Regions from separate parts of the Ovis aries genome. Here region 1 is linked to region 2. Evidence: chromatin contacts called from public Hi-C data. All regions are on one chromosome and are shown on one strand. The core of a region is the stretch at or near the end of the contact, and the rest is flanking DNA. Distances in the headings are between cores, read along the strand shown. Region 1 holds the start of SMYD2 (SET and MYND domain containing 2). Region 2 overlaps SMYD2 (SET and MYND domain containing 2).

Region 1 (6,046 bases), core at 906-3,405, 41 kb after region 2:
ACACTAATGACTGTCATTCAGAAAAGGGGGAAACAGAGGCAAACGCCATCCCATAGGGCGGGGTGACTGGCCAAGCTGCACCTGGGGCACCTTCCGGTCTGGAGGTGAGGGCGTGTGTAGCAGGTACAGTTCGGAGGCGAAAGAGAACCATCTCTCTGCTCTGCTGCTCCACTGCGAGCCCAGCTGGATTTGATCTATAATTCACCGGAGGAGGAGTCTGGTAATAGACATCTGAGCGCCTACTAGGTGCCTGGTCCCGCAGTCTTCTCTGCCACGATGGATCCCAGGAATCACCAGGATCCCTGACAGAGGAGGGAGGCCCCTTCTGTGTGGGGTGACCTTGCTTTGCTCCTGCCACTCCAGACACCCACGCTGCTTCAGACTCTGAGCCACAGCGAGGCTCAGAAGATCAAGGGACCAGACACAGCAGCCTTTTTAACTTTGGGAAAACCCAATGCTCACTTCACTCAAACGTCGCAAAGTGGTGCCATGACCCTTTAGCTCTTGGCTCACCAATTCAAAGAGACACATCACATACAGCCCTTAAGCTGCCCACGGCATGATTCTGTGTCTAGTTCCTTTCCAGGTCCCCCCAAAGCGGAAGACAGCTCTGGCAGGGAGTCTGGGCAAGATGACTATAGTATTTAGCTTTTGTCCCTTCTTTTGCTCTGTCTTACCGTGGAATAAGATGAACATATCTCAGGCACTGAGTTCTTCGGTGTGTGTTGGACTGGAGACCTGTATTCAAAAGGTACCTGCAAACCTCAGGTGGGCTTAATCTAGCCCAGAAATCTCCACTTGGAAGATGAAGAAACTGAGGTTCAAAGAAAGGGAAACAGGGTCCGGGAAGGTTCCATGGCATAAACTCCAATGCCATGGTTCCTGCCTCAGTCCTTTTATTGAAGACTTGGCTAGGTAGGCAATGGGCAGAACTGAGAACATCAGATTTCATTTTCTTAACTATAAGCGTGAATATACATACTTCTTCTCTGGGCAGTAGTTCTCTCCCCCTTAAAACTGAAAGTGTTGCATTCACGCTTTCTAAGGGTGCCTTTAGGTCTGAAATTGTCATAAGGCTTGAAGATATAATTATGCGTTGGTGTATGTGAATATATACACATATACACACATACATGATTTGCTCCATTTAAATACCAATTCTAACCAGACGTTTTGCCTAATCCCCCAAGCAACCAGGTTTTCCCAACCCCAAACCAGGGCTAGATCCCGTCCCCCCGTTGCAGTCCCTCTGAACCCCGGATCGGTGCCCTCCTGGCTTCTCCCCAAACACCAAGCGCAGAGGGTGACAAGAAAGACGAGGGGCCACGTACTTCACAAGAAATACGAAGTGTCATTAAGTTCCTCGGCGGTAACACGGCAAGCCTGCGGCAGCGCGGGGCTGGGGGGAAGTAGGAGGGCACAGATCTCATCGCAGGAAGCACAAGTGAAAGGTGACTTGTGCTGTGGCCGCTGCGCGAAACCTGGGGCCCCGCCGGCAAAGCGCCGAGTGGCCAGGGCTGGGGAGCAAGTCTGGCTCCGAGCCCACGTGTTGCAGGCACGACCCTGCCCTGGCGGGTTCGCACAGCCCGCCGGGGCCAGCAGGGAAACGTGCCGTGGTGCAGGGCGTGCGGCGGGAACTTGGCAGGTCTTGCTGAGTGCACGTGGCCCGGCCAGTCCCGGGTTCCAGGTCCCCTCCCGCTCCCCACCCCCGCCCTGGAGCCGCGGGCGCTAGGACCCCGCGAGGCGCGCGCACTCCCGCCCGCCCGCGCGCGCGGCGCCCCCCCCCCCGCCCCCCCGAGCCCCTGCGCGCCCGCCGGCGCCGCCCTACCTGGCGAAGCAGAACTCGCAGTGGTTGCCGCGCTCGCTGACCGTGAGCACGTAGGCGTAGGCCGGGCAGGAGAAGAGCAGGTCCCCCACCTGGAAGGGCTGCAGGGCCCGCAGACCCCGGCCCTTGCCCGGGCTGCAGAAGCGCTCCAGCCCGCCGTCGCCCTCGGCCCTCATCCCGGTGGCCGGGCTGGCGCGGTGGGGGGGGGGGAGCCCCGCGGCTGCGGCTCCCCGCGCGCTGTTATTGGAGCAGCGTCACCCGGAGCCGCGGGGGCGGGAAGCCGCCCGGCGGACGCGGCGGCCACCGCTTCCCCGGAAGGGACGGCGGCCCCGCCCGGCGCTCGCGCGCCCCCGGGAGGCGGGGGACCCGGCCCGGCGGCCCCGCCCCGCGCGCGGGACCCTCGCCCGCGGCCCCCACTCGGCCAACTGTCGGCCGCTGCGGCCACCGCCCGGAGCTGCGTCCCACCGGGCGGCTCCAGGCAGGAGGGCGGAGGCGTGTGCGTCCTGGCGGAGGGCGCGGGCCGCGGCCGCGTTCCGGTGGGCGGGATGGGGTCGCGGTGGGGCAGGTACCCAGAGCCTCCCCTGGACCAGCCAGTAGGATGGCCCGCGCGGGGTTAATAGAAGTTGGCGGGGTTGGGGGGCAAGATGCTTCTCAACCTTCAGTTGGTTCGTCTGTCCTTGTCGAAAACCCTAGAAGGAGTCCTCGGGGAACGCCGAAGGGAAACCGCAGTAGGAAACTGATGTGCAGAGGGTTCAAAGGTGCCTCCCCAAGGTGAAAGGTTTTTAGAGCCCAGTGTGACTCCCAGCAATCTCAAGTATTGATTGTGAACCTACTTTTTTCCCTCTGCCCCTCCGGTGGAAGTTAATTACGTGGACGGAAAAGGAAGTGCACTGGTCAGGCTTGCTCACTCAGACTCTGCGTACAGGCAACGATGCGGAGGGGGCAGGAGATAACCTTTCAGTCAAGGAACTTAAGACTTGCCCGGAGACAGTGCCCTGCTGTGGCCAGAGCACACGGCTAGGGGTCGAATCGGCTTGACCACGCACTGTCATCTTAGAAAAGTCAATTAGGTTATGAGTCACAGAGAGGATTTTCCGTATGAGAAAGAAGGGTTTAATCTGTTCTGCATAGGAGTGTGGAAAGGCTGCAGTTGATGTGCGGGCTTAAGGACTCCGTGTATGAAGAGAGGATTTAGCAAAAGCACTAATACTGAAAGTGTGATCTCAAACTGGGTTGCCTGTGTAAGTTCAGGAGTAGTTCAGCAAAGGGTAAGATCAATGTGATTTGAGTATGTCATCAGAATTTTTGACCCTTCAGTAAAACTCCTAAAATGAAAAAGCCTCTGGCTTTCCTGAAGAGGAGAGTACATCATGGATACTCTCCCATTTAGACAGTTTAAGAAGCATTCACTGAGCACCCACTGTGGCCAGTCAGTGGGATAGAAAGAGGGGCAAAATGTGGGCCTGGGCCTTTTCATTGCATACATTCACAATCCTTATTGGGTGTTACCAGGTCAAATACTGGGCTAAGTGGCTTAAACACATTACCCCCATTAAATATGTAATTCTAACTGCCCAGTGAGTTAGGTGTTATATGTTTCCCATTTCCAAAACTAGGAAACTAAAACTCAGAATACTTTCCAAGGCTACACAGCTAGGTTGCAAAATTTGGTTTCAGCGTCCAGTCAGTCTGACTATGAGGCCCAGGCTCTTAAGTGAAATGACTCTCTGCAAAGACAGCTCTCTGAGACAAGTGGTGTTATAGCGGCTTGTACAAAGCGTTCTGCAGGCAAACAGGCAGGAGAGGACAAACAGCGTGGAGAATGCAGGTTTGGTCAAGGCAGGTGCCACATTCACGTAACCTTTGAGCTGGGCATGGATGATGGATGAGACTTAAGCACAAAAGAAGAGGACAGTTGGTCGGGCTGAAAGAATTTCGTGTGAAGACAAAGGGACTTGAAAGAAAGAATGGTGTGTGGTTGCAACCTGCTGTGTTGAGTGGAGCCTGAGATCTCAGGGAGAGGACAGGAGGTGAGGCAGGAGCATACGGAGGGCATCTTCTCAGGAGACGAGTTTCCTCCCAGAGGAGGTATGGGGGTCACTGAAAATGGTTAAGCAGAGGGGTGCGCTGATCAGTCCAGTGCTGTGAACAGTTCTGCTGCAGCCTCGCCGATAGACTGGAAGGGAGGCGACTGAACACGGGACCACCTGTTAAGACACCACTGGACACGGCGGGCACATGACAGTCAATCTTGTAGGCTCAAGACGGGAACCAGAGACTTCCCTGGTGGTCCAGTGGCCAAGACTCCAAGCTCCCAATGCGGGGGCCCGGGTTGGATCCCTGTTTGGGGAACTAAATCTCGTATGTTGAAACTGAAGATCCCACATGCTGCAACTAAGACCCAGCACAGCCAAATAAATAAATAGTGTTTTTTTTAAACCGCCCCCCTCAAAAAAAACAGGAACCATAAATATTCTAGAATTTGGGGGAATGGAAGAGGCATTTTCTTACTAATGAGGAAAATGAAGCAGAGCTAGCAAGAGATTCCAAGACATATTCATTCATCATTTAAATATTTATGATATGCTTACTGTGTTCCAGAAACAGTGATAAAGGCTTGGGATATAATGGTAATGAGAACAACAACAAAAATCTGACTTAGTCCCTGTCCTCACAGAGCTTTGTACAGTCTGTCTGGCAGAGGAAGCGGACATTAATCAGATAATCACATAAACAAATATAAACTGTCAACAGTCTCAAGTGCTGGAGCAGTGCTTAGAGGACATGACCTAGTCTAGGAATGCTTTTCCGAGCACCGAAGAATTGATGCTTTTGAACTATGGTGTTGGAGAAGACTCTTGAGAGTCCCTTGCCTGCAAGGAGATCCACCCAGTCCATTCTAAAGGAGATCAGTCCTAGGTGTTCTTTGGAAGGAATGATGCTAAAGCTGAAACTCCAGTACTTTGGCCACCTCATGCGAAGAGTTGACTCATTGGAAAAGACTCTGATGCTGGGAGGGATTGGGAGCAGGAGGAGAAGGGGACAACAGAGGATGAGATGGCTGGATGGCATCACTGACTCGATGGACGTGAGTCTGAGTAAACTCCAGGAGTTGGTGATAGACAGGGAGGCCTGGCGTGCTGTGATTCATGAGGTCGCAAAGAGTTGGACACGACTGAGCGACTGAACTGACTGACTGAGGAATGCTTTTCAGAGACAGTAATGACTGAACTTAATCAAGAGAAAAGGAGGGACAAGCATTCTAAACAGAGGGAACAGCATGTGTAACCGAGCAGGACCCCGTGGGGCCTTCTGGGAACAGATCCCAGCCCCTCCCATGTCCCCCACCTGCCTCCTGTCTGTAGGAAAACTTTAGCCTCCCAGGCCTTCCCCAGGTTCCAAGGAGTAAGTTTAATCTAAGAAGTGAGAGAATGTACAAAAAAGGGAAAACAGTCAAGCAAGACAAAACAATAGTTTATCCATTAAATAAAGCCAAAATAATTTAGTTCCTCCTCAAGGGTTATATGGCAACTCACTCCAGTACTCTTGCCTGGAAAATCCCATGGACGGAGGAGCCTGGAAGGCTGTAGTCCATGGGGTCGCTGAGGGTCGGACAAGACTGAGCGACTTCACTTTCACTTTTCACTTTCATGCATTGGAGAAGGCAATGGCAACCCACTCCAGTGCTCTTGCCTGGAGAATCCCAGGGACGGCAGAGCCTGGTGGGCTGCTGTCTATGGGTTCGCACAGAGTTGGACACGACTGAAGCGACTTAGCAGCAGCAGCATCAAGGGTTATAGGTAATATTCTGAGCCATCCTCTGGGCTGCTTTACAGATACTGAAATCCCTGTCAGGTGGAAGAAGTTAACTGCATGGTGACCATCAGCACATCACAGACCCCAGACAGGTTGGAACCAGAAGGTTGATGATGTTGACTCCAGATTACCTCCCTCCCAACTGATCAGAATGTCTGCAAGTTGGTCGTACACCCCACAACCCCATCACCATTTTTAAAACCATTCCCTGAAAGCCACTGGGGAGTTCAAACCTTCTGGGCACTAGTTATGTGGACTTCTTGCTTGGTATCCTGCAATAAATGCTGCACGTTCGTCACCACAACCTTGTATCAGTAGATGAGCTTTACTGCACACGGTGAGCAGACCCAAGCTTGGTTTGGTAACGTGCAAAGTGTCGTTGGTTGGAAGAAGTGTGACCGTGAT
Region 2 (5,927 bases), core at 1,082-3,581:
GGTGGTTGTGGAACCACATGGCACAGGACAGAAGGGAATCGCTGAGCAGGCTCGCCCCCTACCCCGAGGCTGGGGAGGGCAGCTCGTGGTGGCCCTGACCGCAGACTGCCTCTCCCCACCCCATCTGAATTCCATCCCCAGGAAGGGAACTGTCCCAAGGGCAGAGGTGCAGGGGATGTGATGTGAACGCACCATGTGTCATCTGGGGCTGTAACTCATTAGCTACTGCTGGGTTGCTTTGCTCTTTGGGGGGAAGAAAAACAGGCTGAAATTCACGAATCAAAAGTAAACTCCATTATTTGGAAGTGGGAACTCAGAGCCTCTAAGATTTCATTATGGTTATTTTGGCAGTCTCGTTTCTCTATAAATCTCTGTAAATCTTTGTGAGGAACTTTATTCGAATTTAATCTTCCTTGTTCCCCCCCCCCCCCCGCCCCACCCCGCCTTTGGCCACAGCTTCCCAGGTGGCGCTAGTGGTAAAGAACCCACCTGCCAATGCAGGAGATGTAAGAGACATCTAGGTTCAGTCCCTGGGTGGGGAAGATCTCTCGGAGAAGGGCATGGCAACCGACTCCAGTATTCTTGGCAGAGAATGCCATGGACAGAGGAGGCTGGTGGGCTACAGTCCATGGAATCACAAAGAGTCAGACACAACTGAGCAACTAACACTTTCACAGGTGGACACACTGAGCACCCAACGGGAGCGAAAAGTGTGGACTCCACGCCACAGGTCTGATCTTGAACCCGGAGGACCCGAGGATGGTACCCACCGCCACAGCCACCCTCAGCCACACACTCACCTCCTCTCCCGGGTGGATTTCCTGCACAGCTCTGACTTCAGCCAGGGTCCCCTTGTAGGTCACAATGACATTGGGGCAACAACTATGATTCATCAGTGCAACACTGTCAATCAAAAGAGAAAACCCAACATTCTCAGGAGGCAGATGGACTGCTCAGGTAACTCCGTGGCCACTTACTTGCTAAGTTATGGAAACTGTGTTTTTGCAGGACATTAAAAAAAAAAAACAAAAAACTAAGAGCTGGTCTAAGGGGCTATTCTGCATGCATTTATAACAAGATCTAACATCTTAAATTGGAACAATAGTGAAAAGTGAAATCTGCAATGCAAAACAGTGATAGCTAAGCCAAAAACAAAGAAAAAATAAAAACACATAATAAAGAGTGAAAACAACAAATGCCTTCCTGTTAGATGTAGGACTCAAAACTCAACACCCACAGTAAACTGCTCCTCCACCGGAGACTGTGTAAGACAAACAGGCTGTCGTTGCCAAGCAGGTTTTATATCAGAGGATGACTTCTAACATGCTGTCTTCAGATGTTGAGAAATCACCACTGGGGGAGACGCTGGCTTCCTGAGTGAGGGTGTGGGATCCCCCGAGAGACCCGGAGGGGCCCGTCTGACTCTCTGCAACCTCCATCTCCTCATCCGGAAAATTGGGCCATCAGTCGCTCCTGCTGATCGCGGGTCGCTTTACAAGGGACAGTGGGGACAGACAGTCGCCTACGCGAGGGCTTTGAGCTTTCTGGTTACATCAAGGTCAAAGTTCTGAGAACAGAAATTTCTAAACTACAGGGGAAGAGTGCTTGATCTCTGAAAACGCTGCCTTTGAAATCACAATGTTGATATGATTCTCAGCAAAAGGAATTTTTCCCCCCCAATTAAAACTGGAATCTGGGACTCAGAGGGGCACTCAGATCCATGTGTACAGCGGCTCTGGTGGCTGGGGTCACCTGCCTGGACCCTCCACGACCAGAACCCATTCTCCTGTTTGCTCCGTGAAGATCTAAAAAAGCGAGAGGTTGGAAACGGTGCAGAAGAACCACCCCAGGTTGCTGTGTCTGGGGAAGCCACTGCTAGAAGTTTCGATGAAGGGTGGGGCTGGCCTGGGGCCGGACGCGCAGCGGTTTCCTGTCTTGTCTGCGGGAAAGGTCATCTCCACCCTCCTTCCTGGCCCACCTGACTCCCTGGCAAGTCATGCACAGGGAATCAGGCCCTAGGAAATAAACAAATGCCCCAGACACTGTTCTCAACACTTTGTCGTTGGTGTTTAGTCGCTCAGCCATGTCTGACTCTTTGCGACCCCATGGACTGCAGCCTACCAGGCTCCTCTGCCCATGGGATTTCCCAGGCAAGAGTACTGGAGTGGGTTGCCCTTTCCTTTTCCAGGGGATCTTTCTGACCCAGGGATCAAACTCCTGCATTGGCAGGTGGATTCTTTACCTCTGAGCCACCAGGGAAGAAGTATTAAGTAACCAAGCTCAAAATAGACCGCTGGCTATCTTTCTCATGAAGGCAGGGGAGCTGCCTGAAGGCAGAAGACCTGACCTAACTCATGTTCTGGGTGCCGTGTTCTCGTGGCAGCCGCTGGGGTGAAGCCTCAAACACCACCATGCTGAGCCTGGTTTTCACTCTTTCAGATACAAGACGAGACATTCTAGGGCTCGTTTCAGGGCTGAAGTAGTCAACGCAAGCCGTCTAAAGAGGTCTAGTCACCTTTCTCTGTTCTCCTTCCTCTTCTCAAGGGCAAAAGTCCTAAAGAACCTCTCCTGAAACCATTTCTTCCCTCCCTGTCGGAAATCTAAATGCAGACAATTTTGGCCATAGAAACAGTAATATGACGGGAATACACTGTTCGTTTCTCTGGTTCGAGAAAGCCTGTGTAGCTTCTCAAGAGACATGCCCCTAACAGAGTTTTCTCTTTTGGACCCATATGATGCATGGAGCTGGGTATGACAGATGTGTAGGCTTCAGGTGCCATCCATGGCCAATGCGTGGGTGTTAAGGGTTTCCTGCAACTGCTCCAACCTAGAGGCAGAGGTGCCTGTAGTTTATATTAAGCAACATCACTCTAGACCAAACTAATCTCCAGTGTGGATGGACTCAGATAGGGGGTGCTGGAAGCTCTCCTTTGTTCCATCTGTGAAGCCAGGGCTTGATGTTTGGGACTGATGTATCAGGAGACTATCCTGTCCTTTAAACAGATAACGGCAAAGCCATGCTTGGCAGAGCTGTAACGTTAAAGTCAGAGCTGTAACGATTTCCACTGGTCAACTGACTGGCCTTTCTTGAATTACTTGTATATTCCTGAGGTTAAGAAAAATCCTATAGGTCTGTGAAATTTATCCCTAGTTCACTACTTTAGCATACTGTCCCTCCAAAATGTGCTGTTTCTATACTGGTATATTTCAAAAAAGGACAGATAGGGAAGGAGCTTATATAGTCCCTACGTACGTCTACAGTCAATTCCCAGCAATTAATGTTTTCCTTTGAGTGAAAGAAACCCAAAGATTTCCAGAACCACAGCTATGCAAAAAAGCAAATTTCTCAGCAGGACCTGGGTTGTTTCTTCTATGCGCACTCTGAAATATTCTTTAATAACAGCTCTCTACCTAGCAGGACTTAACAAGCAACTGTTCTCTTAACTACTACCTTCAGATCCTTAAATGCAGGGGAAATATTTTGAAATCTGGCAGAATTAAAAAGGGGATTTAATTCACTCAGAGTTTCATGTCTGCCACATGCAGCTAGGGAGGTTATTGGAAATTTTAAAAAAAAAATCAGTGTTAAATAAGTAATAAGGAAAGAGATGAAGTCACACTCAGCCTACTCAGGAAATATTGCTGATCCCAAATGAGAAAGTTCTTCATCTTCGATTGTGAAGCCATTACAGTTAACCTGCGGTGAGAAAGGGGAGAGAGAGAAAGGGGGAAAAATGAGCTAAAGCTTCTTTCTGGATAGAAATCACCTCTTTAGCTGGGAAGACGTTTGGTTTAGTGATCGGAACACCTCTTTTGAACAAGGTATCCTACGTTCAGACACTACTTACCGAGCGGTCTCACGTGTAAACAGATACAAGCTGAACTGTCAAGTCTGAAGCATCTAGTCCAGCCCACCTGCCCGTGGTGGCGGAAGGTCACAAAGCACCACTAAGGCTCCAAGGACTCAAGTCTGCAGAGCTGCATGGGAGCCCGGACATGTCACTCTAACCCCAGTTCTGCCCCAGGTCTGGAGTGGGATCTCAAGCCCGTCACTGTGTCCCTTCTGTGCTCAGTCTTCTTCTGCTAAAAAAAGAAGCCACTTGATCTGGTACCTCGCTCATAAGGTGAGGTGGTACATCTGACAGGCTTTACACAGCTAATCTAACTGCTGTCCATCCCCTTGAGAGGCAGGGAGACCAAGACCCTGAAGCTAGGGCGCTGCGAATGTCCCTTCCTGCCTCAGACACATCAACCACTGGCCACCTACTCATCTGTGGCAGGAAGTATTACCCTGAAAATCACCAAGGGCAGCTCTCAGCATCCCAGAAGTCAAGCTTAGAGCTGGTGGGCTGAAGATGAAGACTATACATCTCCAACTTTAGGCTGTTCCATAAACTCACTCTTTGCACATTCACCGAGGAAACCTTATATGCTGGGCGCTCTGCAGAGAAGGAAGACCAGGCCAAATCTGCACCCTCCAGGAACACCCAGGCCACTGGGAGACAGCTCAGTGAGGGTTTTTCATTTGTACCTACAACTTCACAGCTGGAAGGGAACTCTGTCCCTTTACTTCTCAGATGATGAAACTAAGGTCAGAGAAGGGCAGTGACTCGACCAAAGCCAGCAGCAAAGGTTGAGAGCCCACCTCTTCCCGTGCTGCTAAGAGGCTGTCTGTGAAGCATGCATGCTGAACAATTCCACCCCGTGAGCTGCAGTCAGGCTCTTCCCCATCAGACACACAGCACGGCTGTGTTTCAGGCCAAGGGATGAGCTTTGTGAAACACTACTTTGCTGAGCGCTTAGTCCAGACTACCCACTGGGCTGGGTGCTGCACATTGACCCTCCCTCAAATCTACAATACTATCCCATTTTACAGATGGGGAAATTGAGGCCCAGGGAGGTCAATGATTAAGTAATGCAAGGCCATATAAGTAGCAAGTGGCAGAAAAGGAGTCAAAAGTCAAACTAGGCATTCTAATAGTGAGGCTGTCAGAAACACAAGTGTGTCTTTTCACCATACCATGCTTCTTCTAAAATTGTTCTGATCTCTGATTCTTCTGGTTGTAATTTTACTTAAAAGCAAAGGGCCTGTGTCAAAGGCTTGGAAATCTTGGTACATAGAGAAGTAAAGAATCCGATGGGTTTGACTTACAGCTTTAACCATTCGATACATTTACAACCAGTATTTACGATTTTCAACGCAAAAAGAGATGACTGCAGTGAGTAAAACAATATACAGTCTTTGGAATCCTGAGGTGTCAGGCATTTTTATGTAGAAAACACAGCATACTGTGTTTTGTGTGGGCCTCAGGTACTCTAACCTCTTCTGTCATCAGGACATTCACCAACCATCATTCACCAGGGACCACCAACCAACATCGGGTTAAGAGTAAATCAGGATTTTCATTCATTCAGCTAAATTTACTGAGGCCTGAACTATGCGTCCTGCACCTGACCAGGTACTGAGGGATCTATACGCAGTCTCGGATTGGGATACTAACATGCCTCGGCCGTGTCTGGTTCCCATAGGACAACAACAAATTTTGCAAAGTGGAAGAAGGCGTGTAAGAATGTAGCAATTTTCACAATGGATCTCTGGACTGACAGCTCCTGACTAGCTCTGAAGGGTGAGGGCCCCAGACATGCGCCTTTGCTTTGTAATCTCTTCCTCTGTAAGGACCGTTTGTAATTCCAAATTCCTTCCGGCTTGATGTTCACGCCCACGGGCCCCTTTATTCCCTTTCCCTGTCCTCTTACTGTGAGGGAGAGTGCGTTTCCACCACAAAGAAAGACTCCTGTGAACGCAGGTGTCATCGGGGAGCTGGCGGTGAGGTTCAAGCCTAATCGCCTAGCAATTTGCTTGCGAGCCTTCCCTCCCTTCTGAAAGATCCCTAGGGAAGAAAAGTGAACTTGCCTGTTAAGAAAGA

What was found. A called contact is a pair of places that touch in the nucleus more often than the background predicts.
Region 1: a contact with region 2 is called in a Hi-C map of muscle, with 4 times the contacts expected there. The contact joins the promoter of SMYD2 here to the enhancer-like site in region 2. A contact is called at or near these places in 4 of 16 Hi-C or Micro-C datasets (hypothalamus, mesenteric adipose tissue, muscle and 1 more).

Annotation. Positions count from the first base shown.
Region 1 is chr12:68,753,178-68,759,223 of ARS-UI_Ramb_v3.0, forward strand. SMYD2 (SET and MYND domain containing 2) reads right to left here and starts at 2,156. Exons shown (of 12, transcript XM_015099365.3): 1 at 1,829-2,156. The coding sequence starts at 2,001.
Region 2 is chr12:68,711,595-68,717,521 of ARS-UI_Ramb_v3.0, forward strand. It overlaps SMYD2 (SET and MYND domain containing 2), which reads right to left. Exons shown (of 12, transcript XM_015099365.3): 6 at 3,630-3,697; 7 at 801-903. Among named protein-coding and RNA genes, the nearest start is that of SMYD2, 41 kb to the right of the region's middle. Within about 2 kb of position 2,332, at least 2 of the 54 cell types and tissues checked have an H3K27ac peak or open chromatin away from gene starts, as enhancers often do. A contact at or near this core is called in muscle, where this site is marked.